2 separate regions of the Capra hircus genome follow, and region 2 is linked to region 1. The links are chromatin contacts, called in public Hi-C maps. All regions are on one chromosome and are shown on one strand. Each heading gives the region's core, a stretch centred on a gene start, on an enhancer-like site or on the middle of the called end of the contact. The rest is flanking DNA. Distances are from core to core; before and after follow the strand shown.

What was found. Hi-C and Micro-C count contacts between places; a contact is called where the count stands out from the background.
Region 2: a Hi-C map of blood shows a contact between it and region 1, with 5 times the contacts expected there. The contact joins two enhancer-like sites. A contact is called at or near these places in 2 of 5 Hi-C or Micro-C datasets (both in blood).

Annotation. Positions count from the first base shown.
Region 1 is chr3:13,962,377-13,968,136 of ARS1.2, forward strand. The region is part of intron 1 of LOC102169353 (microtubule-actin cross-linking factor 1); the gene reads left to right. Among named protein-coding and RNA genes, the nearest start is that of NDUFS5, 140 kb to the left of the region's middle. Within about 2 kb of position 3,470, at least 1 of the 5 cell types and tissues checked has an H3K27ac peak or open chromatin away from gene starts, as enhancers often do.
Region 2 is chr3:14,021,794-14,027,553 of ARS1.2, forward strand. It overlaps LOC102169353 (microtubule-actin cross-linking factor 1), which reads left to right. Exons shown (of 100, transcript XM_018042111.1): 6 at 2,523-2,615. Among named protein-coding and RNA genes, the nearest start is that of NDUFS5, 200 kb to the left of the region's middle. Within about 2 kb of position 3,003, at least 2 of the 5 cell types and tissues checked have an H3K27ac peak or open chromatin away from gene starts, as enhancers often do.

The sequences.
Region 1 (5,760 bases), core at 2,220-4,719:
GCACAATAAATGTAATGCACATGAATCATCCCCACACAATCCCGTTCAATCTGTAAAAAAAAATTATCTTCCATGAAAATGGTCCCTGGTGCCAGAAAGGTTAGGGACTGCTATATTAAGGGGCTTGTATCTAAAATATATAAAGTCCTCTTAATTAACAGTAAAAGGACAGTTTAATCACAAATGGGCAAAAGATTTGAATAGATGTTTCTCCAAAGAAGAAACATAAATGTCCAATAATAAGCACATAAAAAGATGCTCATCATCATTAGGGAAATGCAAATCAAAGCTGCAGTGAGATACCATTCCATACCCACTAGAATGGTTACTATAGTCAAAAAACAAGATGTGGAGAAATTGGAACCCTCATACATTGCTGGGTGGAACATAAAATGGTGCAGCTGCTTTGGAAAACAATTTGGTGGTTCCTCAAGAAGTTAGAGTTACCAAATGGTCCAGCATTTCCACTAAGTATAAATCCAAGAGAAATGAAAGTGTATATCCAGCAAGATGTGTTTAAAAAATGCATATAGCAGCATTATTCTTAATAGCTAAAAAATGGAAACAACTCAAATACCTACCAACTGATGAATGGATAAGCAAAAGCAGTATATTCATACAATGGAATATTATTCATCAATAAAAAGGAATGAGATAATAATCGGTGCTAACATGAATCACACTTGAAAATATTAATATGCGGAGAGAAAGGAGCCAGCTTGAAAATATTCTAGGTGAAAGAAGCTTGCCACAAAACACCACATGTTGTATGATTTCGTTATACAGAATAGGCAGATTCCTAGAGACAGCAGTAGATTAGTGGTTGCAGGGTTAGGGAAGGGTGGGATGGGAAGTGACTGCTGATGGGTGTAGAGTTTCTTTTGGGGGGTAATGAAATGTCCTAAAATTACATGGTGGTGATGGTTGCACAGCTCTGTGAATATACTTGCATTAAATTATATACTTTAAAAAGTATATGTACGGTATGTGTATAAAATTCAATAAGCTGTTACCCAAAACATTTCAGGTGATTTGTATGTCTGAATAGTATTTTGTCAGTTTGAACTTGGCCCCTTTTCCTGCCGTCATGAATCTCGAAGTTAGAGCATCACTCTTGAGCACTGGGCAGGTGACTGTTGGCTCAAAGCCTTTCTCATCTTTCTTACCTTCAGTTCATTTCAGTTGCTCAGTCCTGTCTGACTCTTTGCGACCCCATGAATTGCAGCATGCCAGGCCTCCCTGTCCATCACCAGCTCCCAGAGTTCACTCAAATTCACTCCATCGATTTAGTGATGCCATCCAGCCATCTCATCCTCTATCGTCCCCTTCTCCTCCTACCCCTAATCCCTCCCAGCATCAGAGTCTTTTCCAATGAGCCAACTCTTTGCATGAGGTGGCCAAAGTACTGGAGTTTCAGCTTTAGCATCATTCCTTCCAAAGAACACCCAGGGCTGATCTCCTTTAGAATGGACTGGTTGGATTTCCTTGCAGTCCAAGGGACTCTCAAGAGTCTTCTCCAACACCACAGTTCAAAAGCATCCATTCTTTGGCACTCAGCTTTCTTCACAGTCCAAGTCTAACATCCATACATGCCCACAGGAAAAACCATAGCCTTGACTAGACAGACCTTTGTTGGCAAAGTAATATCTCTGCTTTTGAATATGCTATCTAGGTTGGTCATAACTTTTCTTCCAAGGAGTAAGTGTCTTTTAATTTCATGGCTCAATCACCATCTACAGTGATTGTGGAGTCCCCCAAAATAAAGTCTGACAGTGTTTCCACTGTTTCCCCATCTATTTCCCATGAAGTGATGGGACCGGATGCCATGATCTTCATTTTCTGAATGTTGAGCTTTAAGGCAACCTTTTCACTCTCCTCTTTCACTTTCATCAAGAGGCATTTTAGTTCCTCTTCACTTTCTGCCATAAGGGTGGTGTCATCTGCATATCTGAGGTTATTGATATTTCTCCTGGCAGTCTTGATTCCAGCTTGTGTTTCTTCCAGTCCAGCATTTCTCATGATGTCTTCTGCATATAAGTTAAATAAGCAGGATGACAATATACAGCCTTGATGTACTCCTTTTCCTACTTGGAACCAATCTGTTGTTCCATGTCCAGTTCTAAGTGTTGCTTCCTGACCTGCATACAGGTTTCTCAAGAGGCAGGTCAGGTAGTCGTATTCGCATCTCTTTCAGAATTTTCCACAGTTTATTGTGATCCACATAGTCAAAGGCTGTGTGGATCACATAGTCAATCCACATGGTCAATAAAGCAGAAATAGATGTTTTTCTGGAACTCTCTTGCTTTTTCCATGATCCAGCGGATGTTGGCAATTTGATCTCTGGTTCCTCTGCCTTTTCTAAAACCAGCTTGAACATCTGGAAGTTCATGGTTCACGTATTGCTGAAGTCTGGCTTGGAGAATTTTGAGCGTTACTTTACTAGCGTGTGAGATGAGTGCAATTGTGTGGTAGTTTGAGCATTCTTTGGCACTGCCTTTCTTACCTTGGGTGAAAAATTTAGGTTTGCAGTTAACTTCTTGAAGGAGAAGAGCTGATGGCACTTTGTATCGGGAACCAAACCTTTAAAGGTGAATGTTCTGAGGTTGAGACCTTTCCAAATTTTAAATGTGACTGTCTGTGCCCTACCCTCGTTTTTGTTTATCCTCTCAACTGTGTGTCCCACTGGAATAGATTATGTTTTGGATCCCAGATCCCATTCCCAGCTCTTCTAAGAACCTCCCTTCTTTTCATTTCTTACCTTTTTCATCCAGGCTGTTGTTCTTGCTCTGAGGCTTTCTTTCCTGGGAGGTTGGGAATAGCTGGAGGAGCCTCTGGGTGGCGCCCTGTGTCCAGAAGGTGGACAAAGGAGAAGGACTCGCCTGAAAGACGCTTAGGCCTGTGTTGGCAGGAAGAGATGACTCATTTTTCATCAGAGGAATTTCAAAGAAAATATAATGACAGGATGATGTCAGAGGAGCAGGTGGAGACATGAACCTTGATTGAGGTGCTGGAGGGTGGTGTTGGATTGTACGGTTGCCAGGGTAGGCAGAATGATTGACTGGCACAGATCACAAGAATCGTCACCTGTTTTTCAGTTCCTTTCTCAAGAGCCCTGGTGTGGGCAGAGCCTTCAGAGCATGTGGTCAAGTCCGTGCCCGTCTTGGGTGTACTGGTTTTGTATCTGAGTGAGACACTTCATCCCATCCCAGTCATGGACGTATTTCACATGCAGTGTGGTGTGCATCAGCTCCATGACTCGCAGGGTCTGTGTCTGAGAACTGAAAATCACATGCTCATAGTGGCTTGAGGGGTGTCATTTCCCCTGATATATTAGATACAGGAACTTGCCTAGATAGCAGAAGCTCAGATCTCAGGGCGTGTGCGTACTAAGTCGCTTCAGTCATGTCTGACTCTTTGTGACCCTATGGACTTCAGCACGCCAGGCTCCTCTGTCCCTGGGACTTTTTTCAGGCAAGAGTACCAGAGTGGTTTGCTAGACTCAAGGGATCTTCCCGACCCAGGGATCAAACCGCATCTCTTATGTCTCTTGCATTGGCAGGCAGGTTCTTTACCACTAGTGCCACCTGGGAAGCCCCTCAGATCTTAGGGACTTCACCTTGTTGCTGAAAATGCTCTGGTTCCGTCCACTGTTTTGGCAAGAGCTGGATCTTTGTTCTAATCTTAGTGTTTTTTTTTTTCTTTTCTTTTCTTTGAGTTGAGTGCCCTCCTTGGTGTGTATGGATGAAGCTGATAAGTGGGGGGAACTTACAGTCAGGAGGAAGGATAGATAAGTCTTCTAATCTTTCCATTTTGTGAAGCACTCCAGTTGGTTAGATGTTTAGGCTCCTATTGATATTAAGACTGTAAGGCGTGCTCCTGGTCATCACTGTGTTTTCACAGCTACCAGAGTCTATGTGATTGTGAGGTTGGATGCTAAATCAGTAGTTTACAAAAGGATAAAAGAAAGGATATTTAGTGCTAGTACTCAAGGAATGGGATTCCCCAGTGGCTCAGTGGTAAAGAATCTGCCTATCAATGCAGGAGATGTGGGTTTGATCCCTGGGTCGGGAAGACCCCTGGAGAAGGAAATGGCAACTCACTCCAGTAGTCCTGCCTGGAAAAAATCCCAGGGAAAGAGAGCCTGGCGATTTACAGTCCATGGAGTTGCAAGAGTTGGACCCGACTTAGCAACTAAACAACAACTCAAGGAATATTTGAGAAGAGATATCTTAGCAATATCAATTGTTGCTTTTGTGTTTTATGCATCATTCCTCTGCAAGTGACGTGGAGATAGGGGCTTTTAGGTGGCGTGGGACGCTGCCAAGAAATAGGAGCGCCTCTCTCTAAGGTACACCATGTGTGCTGCCTGCTCTGTGTGCTAAGTTGTGTCCAGCTCTTTGTGACTCTGGACTGTAGCCCACCAGGCTCCTCTGTCTGAGATTTTTCAGGCAAGAATACTGGAGTGGGTTGCTGTTTATTCCTCCAGGGGATCTTCGCGACCCAGGGATCGAAGCCATGTCTCCTATGTCTCCTACAATGCAGGTGGATTCTTTATAGCTGAGCCATCAGGGAAGCCCAGGATACATCATAAGTAAGAAGAAAAGTGAAAACAAACCCTCAAACAAACAAAAATGCCTGAAATTGGAAAGAGAGGGAAAGAGAGCTTCATTTATTACTTGGTGCTGTCTTTAATTGTTGGACAGCACTACCAGGCACACTGTGGGACTGAAACTGATGTTTGGAGGAGGGTATGGAGGACATGAATCAGGCAGCTTTTCTTAGAGAAGGGTGCTGGGCTTGCTTGGGCCTCAGTTAGCACTGTTACTCCTCCCGGCTAGTTGTGCTTCTCTCTGTTACCTTTCCATAAAATAACAGGTCAGTAGAGTAGATTTTTTACTTGAAATGCCAGGGAAAGTATCCTCTAGAATGGGTTTGATTTGGGAGCTTCCTGAGGTTAATTTGTGATGACGGTGTTTCAGAAATCACCACCTGACTCACTGAGCAGAAGCAGCAGTCTTGTCCTGAACGTGTTCTTTGTGTATCCATCCCTTAATGTATACAGGTCCTCTCTTCCTTTGGTTATGAGCTCAAGGCCTTTAATCATGAGGTTGAGCAGTGGTAAGCAAGAACTATTCTAACATGTCAGTTAGCCAGAATGTTAAAGGAATCCACATGGGAGCTGGGGTTCCAAACATCTCTGATTTTTTTCGTGGGGGAGGAAAAGGACTTCTTTAAGGGTTCATTATCAACTATAGAATAAAATCCAAACTTATCTTGTCACTTAAGACCTCTTGTAATCCAGCTTAACTTTCTATAAAATTGTTTTTATCAAAATTATATTTGTTCTTATTTTAAAAGGTCAAACATTACTAGTACTATGAAGTTTCTAACAAAAGTCATTTCCTGTTCTATCCCTTCGTACCTGTGAGAACTACTTCCAGGTCATTTAGCTGTTTCTTTTAGTATTTTCTGCTGCTGCTGCTGCTGCTAAGTCACTTCAGTCATGTCTGACTCTGTGCGACCCCACAGCTGGCAGCCCACGAGGCTCCGCAGTCCCTGGGATTTTCCAAGCAAGAACACTGGAGTGGGTTGCCATTTCCTTCTCCAATGCAGGAAAGTGAAAAGTGAAAGGGAAGTCGCTCAGTCGAGTCCAACTCTTCGCGACCCCATGCACTGCAGCCTATCAGGCTCCTCCATCCATTGGATTTTCCAGGCAAGAGTACTGGAGTGGGGTGCCACTGCCTTCTCCATCTTCCACTA
Region 2 (5,760 bases), core at 1,753-4,252, 59 kb after region 1:
GGAAGAGAGGAAAGTGGATGGACGAGGGAGTCAGAGTTCATCTGCCTAGAGAGCTGTTTGGAAAGATTTGGTATAGCTACAGTTGCCAGGCAACAGTGCTGGTCACAATGGCATGACATGGTGTGCATATTTTTAGAGTTGGTTCATTTTTGCCACTCTTATCAGTAATTCTCATTAACTTGGGAAATTCTCTGTATACTCCCATAGCCGTTTGCTTCTAATATAATACTTATGACTTTATTGTTATTTCTCTGTTTGCTGTAATGCTTTGTAGGCCCATGGGGACAGAGAATGTGATCTACTTTAACCTTTTTATCTTCATCACCTGTTGCAATGAATGGTCCATAATTGACACTTAATAAATATTTGTTGAAATAAGTGGTAGGAGAATTAGAGGTTGAAGTGTTCAGGGGACTAGAGAAAGCATCCTTGGAATGTCTGTGTGTAGAGTTAGAGAAAACCAGAGAAGGCCTTAATGGTCAAGGTAAATTGAAAAGAATTGATTAGCTAGAAGCCTCAATAAGGATGGAGAGTAGATTGGTTACTAGGATATAATAAAAAAGTGAGCCATGAGCAGTGGACACAGAGAAGGGCAGAAGGAACTCTGGAGCAGTGCTTGGTGATGGTGAGGTTGTTGCTGTGCAAGTGTCCAAAGCAGAGTGAAAATGAAAGTCATCCGAAGTGGGAAGGCAGCCGAGTTATACAGATGGGGCGACACCTGGGCCATCGAGCTGATGCCAAAATTGCCAAGAGAGATGGTAGAAGATGTGGGAGGGAAGGTAGGAGTTAGGTGTGAGGTCTCCAAGGAATGGACTGGCAGACACTGGAAGGTGGCTTGGCCGAGGAGGTGTTCAGAATCCACGTGGAAAGCTGCCGGCGGTGGGGCGGGGGAACGTGTACTCGGCTGGTGCTGCCAGCCCGCCAGCTATGGGCCATAGTGATGAGAAGACCTGCACTGAGGCAGAAAGCAGGGCCTCCTGCCCCCAGTGTGCAGAAGAGGAGACAGAGATGCAGGAAAGGGGCAGAGCTCGCCCAGTGTCCCGGTTGTTCAGGTTGCTGTAACAAAATATCATGGCCCATGGCTTATAAACAACAGAAATTCATTTCTCATAGTTCTGCAGAAGTCCAAGAGGGAGGCAGATGTGCTGTAGCACAGCTGGTCCTGGTTCCGAGACCGCTTTTAGCAGTGTCCTCATGTGATGGGAAGGTCAAGGAGCTTTCTGGGTCTCTTTTATAAAGATACTAATCCCATTCCCTCAAGACCTAATCACCCCCAAAAGGTCCCACCTCCAGATACCTTCGGATTGGGTATTAGGATTTAACCTATGAATTTTGGAGGGACACAGCATTCAGTCTATAGCACCGGTCACTAAGGTGAAGTGAGGATGCTGCCTGAGGTCTTGAGTACATGAAGGTTTCGGTTTAGCTGAAGAGACAAAGGAAGGGCAGCTTCAGGGCAGCTGCCACAGTTGTCAGGAGCTCCATGAGGGTATGACAGAGACTCACGGGGTGGAGGTGGAAACAGGCTGGTTTTCCTAGGACACTCTGAAAGGCCCCCGTCCCAGGAAATCCCTCAGTCTCCAGCACACAGTGATGGTTGGTCACCCTGATGGGGGAAGGGCCTCTGTGTCTGTGTACATCGTGTTGCTGGAATGAGATTTTAGGAGTAAGGCAAGTGCTGTGGGAGGAGGGGAATAGGTGGGACAGGCCAGAGAGTGGTGAGGGATGGGAGGCAGATCTCTCTTTCTCTCTCACAACCTTGAAAAAATAAGACAGAGAAAGAAAAAAGGGCTGGGAAGACTTAATTAAAAAGCAGCTCACAATAGCAAATGCTTGCGAAATTGCTTTGCTGGTGGGATTGCAAAATGGTACAATCATGCTGGAAAATTGTTTGGCAGTTTCTTACAAGGCTAAACGTATACCATATGACCCAGCAATCCCACTCCTATGAATTTACCCTAGAGAAATGAAAACATGTACTCACACAAAAAACCTGTACATGAATATAAGAGCTTTATTCATAACTGGCCCAACACGGAAACAACCCAGATTCCTTCAGTAGAGGAGTGGATAACTATTGTGTGTAGAATACAGGTATAAGGTATACAGGAATACTCCTCCACAGTGGAAAGGGGCAGGCTATTGCTCCAGGCAGCAACATGGATGGGGATCTCACGGCCATTGTGCTGAGTACAAAAAAGCCAGGATCTGAAGATTACATACTATGGGACACCATTTATATGACATTCTGGGTAAAGCAAAGCTGGGAACAACAGATCAGTGGTTGCCAGGATTTAGGGGTGAAGGCAGGATTTGACTGCACAAAGTCCCACCTTTTGGGGTTGATGCTCCTGTTTTGTTACCCTGATTATAGTGGTTGTTAACACAAATCTATACAGATGTGAAAACTCAAACTGTACACCAAAAAAAATTAACTGCGTATGAAAAATGAAAATCTATAAAAAATGAAATCAAAACAAAAAGTTGCAGAGCTCTTAGACTAGCTTTTGTTTCTTTTTCAGGTGAAACTAGTGAATATTCGCAACGATGACATCACAGATGGCAACCCCAAGCTGACCCTAGGCCTGATCTGGACCATTATCTTGCACTTCCAGGTAGGGTCTGTGAAGTCTGGGGTCCTGGTGTTCAGTTTGGACATGGCCTAGACAGAGGTAGAGATTGCTCTGCTTTCCACAGGCACACTGAGCCTTCCTACTCCGTATTTGTCAGTGAATGAGGGAGGGGGGCCGAGCAGGAGCTCTAAAGGAAGATGAGCATTGGCCTGGAGGCAACGCTGTTGCAGTGTAAACCGAGAACTTCCTCATCATTTGCATGACGAAGGGGGATTTTTCACCTGTTTATGCTGTGGCTCTGGCACTGACAGTCTAGTTACTAGCAGTCTGCCCAGCTGAGTCAAAACTGGCTCTTTGGGGACTCGGAATGTGAGGGATGAGGAGAGATGTTGGATTTGTTGCTCAGGAAGGGTGGGGTGAAGCCTTATAATCCTGCTTGATGTAGACTTTTCTTCATCTCTAATGATCTTAAACAAGCCTGGTTAATTGTAGCACTGTCTTAGTCAGGTTGGGCTGCCGTAATGAAACACCGTAGGCTGGGTGGTTTCAGCAAGCATTCAGTTCTCATAGTTCTGGAGGCTGGATGTCTGAGATCAGGGTGCTAGCTTGGTTGGCTCCTTAGTGAGGGCCCTCTTCCTGGTTATATCCTCAGGTGACCTTTCCTTGGGGCATGCATACACAGAGATCTCATGTCCCTTCAACTTTTCATAAGGGTGTTAATCCCATTATGGAGGCTCCACTCTCCTGACCTCATCTAAACCTAATTACCTCTTAAAAGACCGCACCTTCAGTTACCATCACATCACGGCTATTATGGCTTTAATATATGAGTTTCGAGGGGACACAAACATTCAGTTCATAGCAAGCACCTTGGAATATGTGCTTGTAAACACAATCTTGTAGCGTCCATCACACCAAGAACAGTGGCATCTTGGTAGTGTTCACATGGTTACACAGCCTTCCTGTTCCTTCTCCCTAAGGCAAATCCTCTTCAAGTCTAGGTACTATTGGAAAGTCACAGCACTGTTTTTATAAAAAAGACTATCTTGAATCACGTTAGCTCAACTTAACCAAACTGTTTCTCAGACAACTCTCGAATACCCAACTGCTGTATGCAAGGCTAATAGATGACAGGGATCACTTCTTGAGCAGGTGGGAAAAGAAGGCTTATATAAATATCTCACTCAAGGGGCTGACTCCAGGGTCCCTGTGGCTGTGATGTCCCAGTTGGGGAGTCAGCGCCACCTGCTGGGTGAATGCAGAACAGCAGGTGTCCCAGAATTCCTGAGAATCTGAGAACTTCTGAGAACTCAGGGATTATAATTTCTTGGGGCTCTGGTTTGGAGCCGCTGCTGACAATCTGCAGCATAAGTATGCTTAGGAAAGCGTGGAGGTAACATGTGTTTTTGTGGAACCACAGGGTGTCCTCAGGCATGCTTCGGATATAGGGATAACCAGGAACATGAACTTGGCAAGTGTGCCTTGGCAGGGTTGGAACAAGAACTTTGTTGAGCTTTCATAGCGTTATCCCCTTGGCAGTCTTATGAACAGCAGGCTGTTCTGGAGGCATCTTTTTGGTTGTTTGTATGCCCCAAACCACCTCTCACTTTGAGACACCAGTGCTATCCTGTAGCCGTGAGGTAAGAGGCATCTGCCTGCTGTGTCTCCCTTTCTCCTGACTGCAACTCACTCAACAGAAGGGAACTTCAGGGGCCAAGGAATGAAAACGGAATTGGCTAGTTACACTTCTCCTGGGACAGAAGATGTGGGGATAATGTTCCTTAACTGAGCATGCCATTAAGAAAATGTCCTAGAATCCACTCTCTTTAAACATTTATGAAAAATTTCAGACATTGATAAATGCAGAGGAAATGGTATAGAACGACCGTGTACTCGTCACCGAGCTCACCAGCCACTAACTCGTGGGCAGAGTCACACTGTCTGCTTCCTGATCCAGTCATCAAACCCTCCAGTAGGTTATTTTGAAAGGAGTCCCAGACATCATATGATTTCATCTGCAAGTGTTTCAGTGTGTCTCTCTGAAAGAGTCTTCATTTAAGCAAAGCACAATATTATAGCTCTGTAAAAATCAGTAATTTCTTAAAATCATTGAATGTCTAAGCAGTGTTTAGATTTCCCCAGTTACCTCATTTTAAAAATGGCTTGTTCGAATCCAAAGCCCACACATTGCATAAAATCTCTCTTCCCCTCTTTTTGTCCCCTTAACTGTTTGTTAAAGAAATCGGTCTTTTGTCCTGTGCCATTTGTGGAAAAGATGCTGGTGGCGTCTCTGGATCTTTTCTAACAGTCTCCTCCATCCTTCTGCATTGTCTGTAAACTGGTGCTTTGGATCTAGACCTGAGGCTGGATCACTTTCAGATTCCCTTTTTTGTGCTGGGGCAGGGCGAGGATGGTGGTGTTGAGTTGTATACTTTGACTGCTGCACATCAGAATGTCTGTTATCTGTCTTTTCATCGTGTTAAGCTTAATTGGTGGGTTCAGGTGTGACCAGCCTGATCCATTCCTTGTAGATCCTTTCACCATTAGCCCTTCACCTAAAAGTTTAGCAGCTACTGTTTCATTGTTTCATTAGAAGTTGCAACATGGTGATACTCAAAATTCTGAAATTTTTTCCTAAAGCAGAACTTTACCTCATCAATTACTCTGATAGTTCCTTTAAGAAAGGCAAGATAAATATTGCCCTCTGTTTCACCAGTTTTCGAAATAATTAGTTGATTCTCAAGATTCTCTGTAAGACCAATCAAAGTTTCATTGTTGGTACTCATCTTCCCTTAGTAACAGTGTGACTCACGGATTTCTACCAGACTTAAATGTGTTCCGATTGAATATTAGCTGTCATTCTTTGTAATATTCAGCTCGTCCTTTGGCCAGAAAGTTTTTTCACATTGACTCTGAGTCCTTCCTCATGATCCATATAGTCTTTGATAATGTCCTCTATTTCTTGTATGAAGAGCTGTTCCAGATACTTTTTGTATATTTCCTGTTTCAGGCCTGGGATTAGCAGCTTCTCCAAGGAACTGAAATTCTTTATTGACAACAGTCTGAGTGCTTCTTGGGTTGGTCACTCTTTCTGGGTGTTTTCTGTGGACAGAACTAGCCAACATTTGTATTTGACTTGTAAAAAGAAATCAAGAATTTATAATGTTTCTAATTGGTATTTAGAATT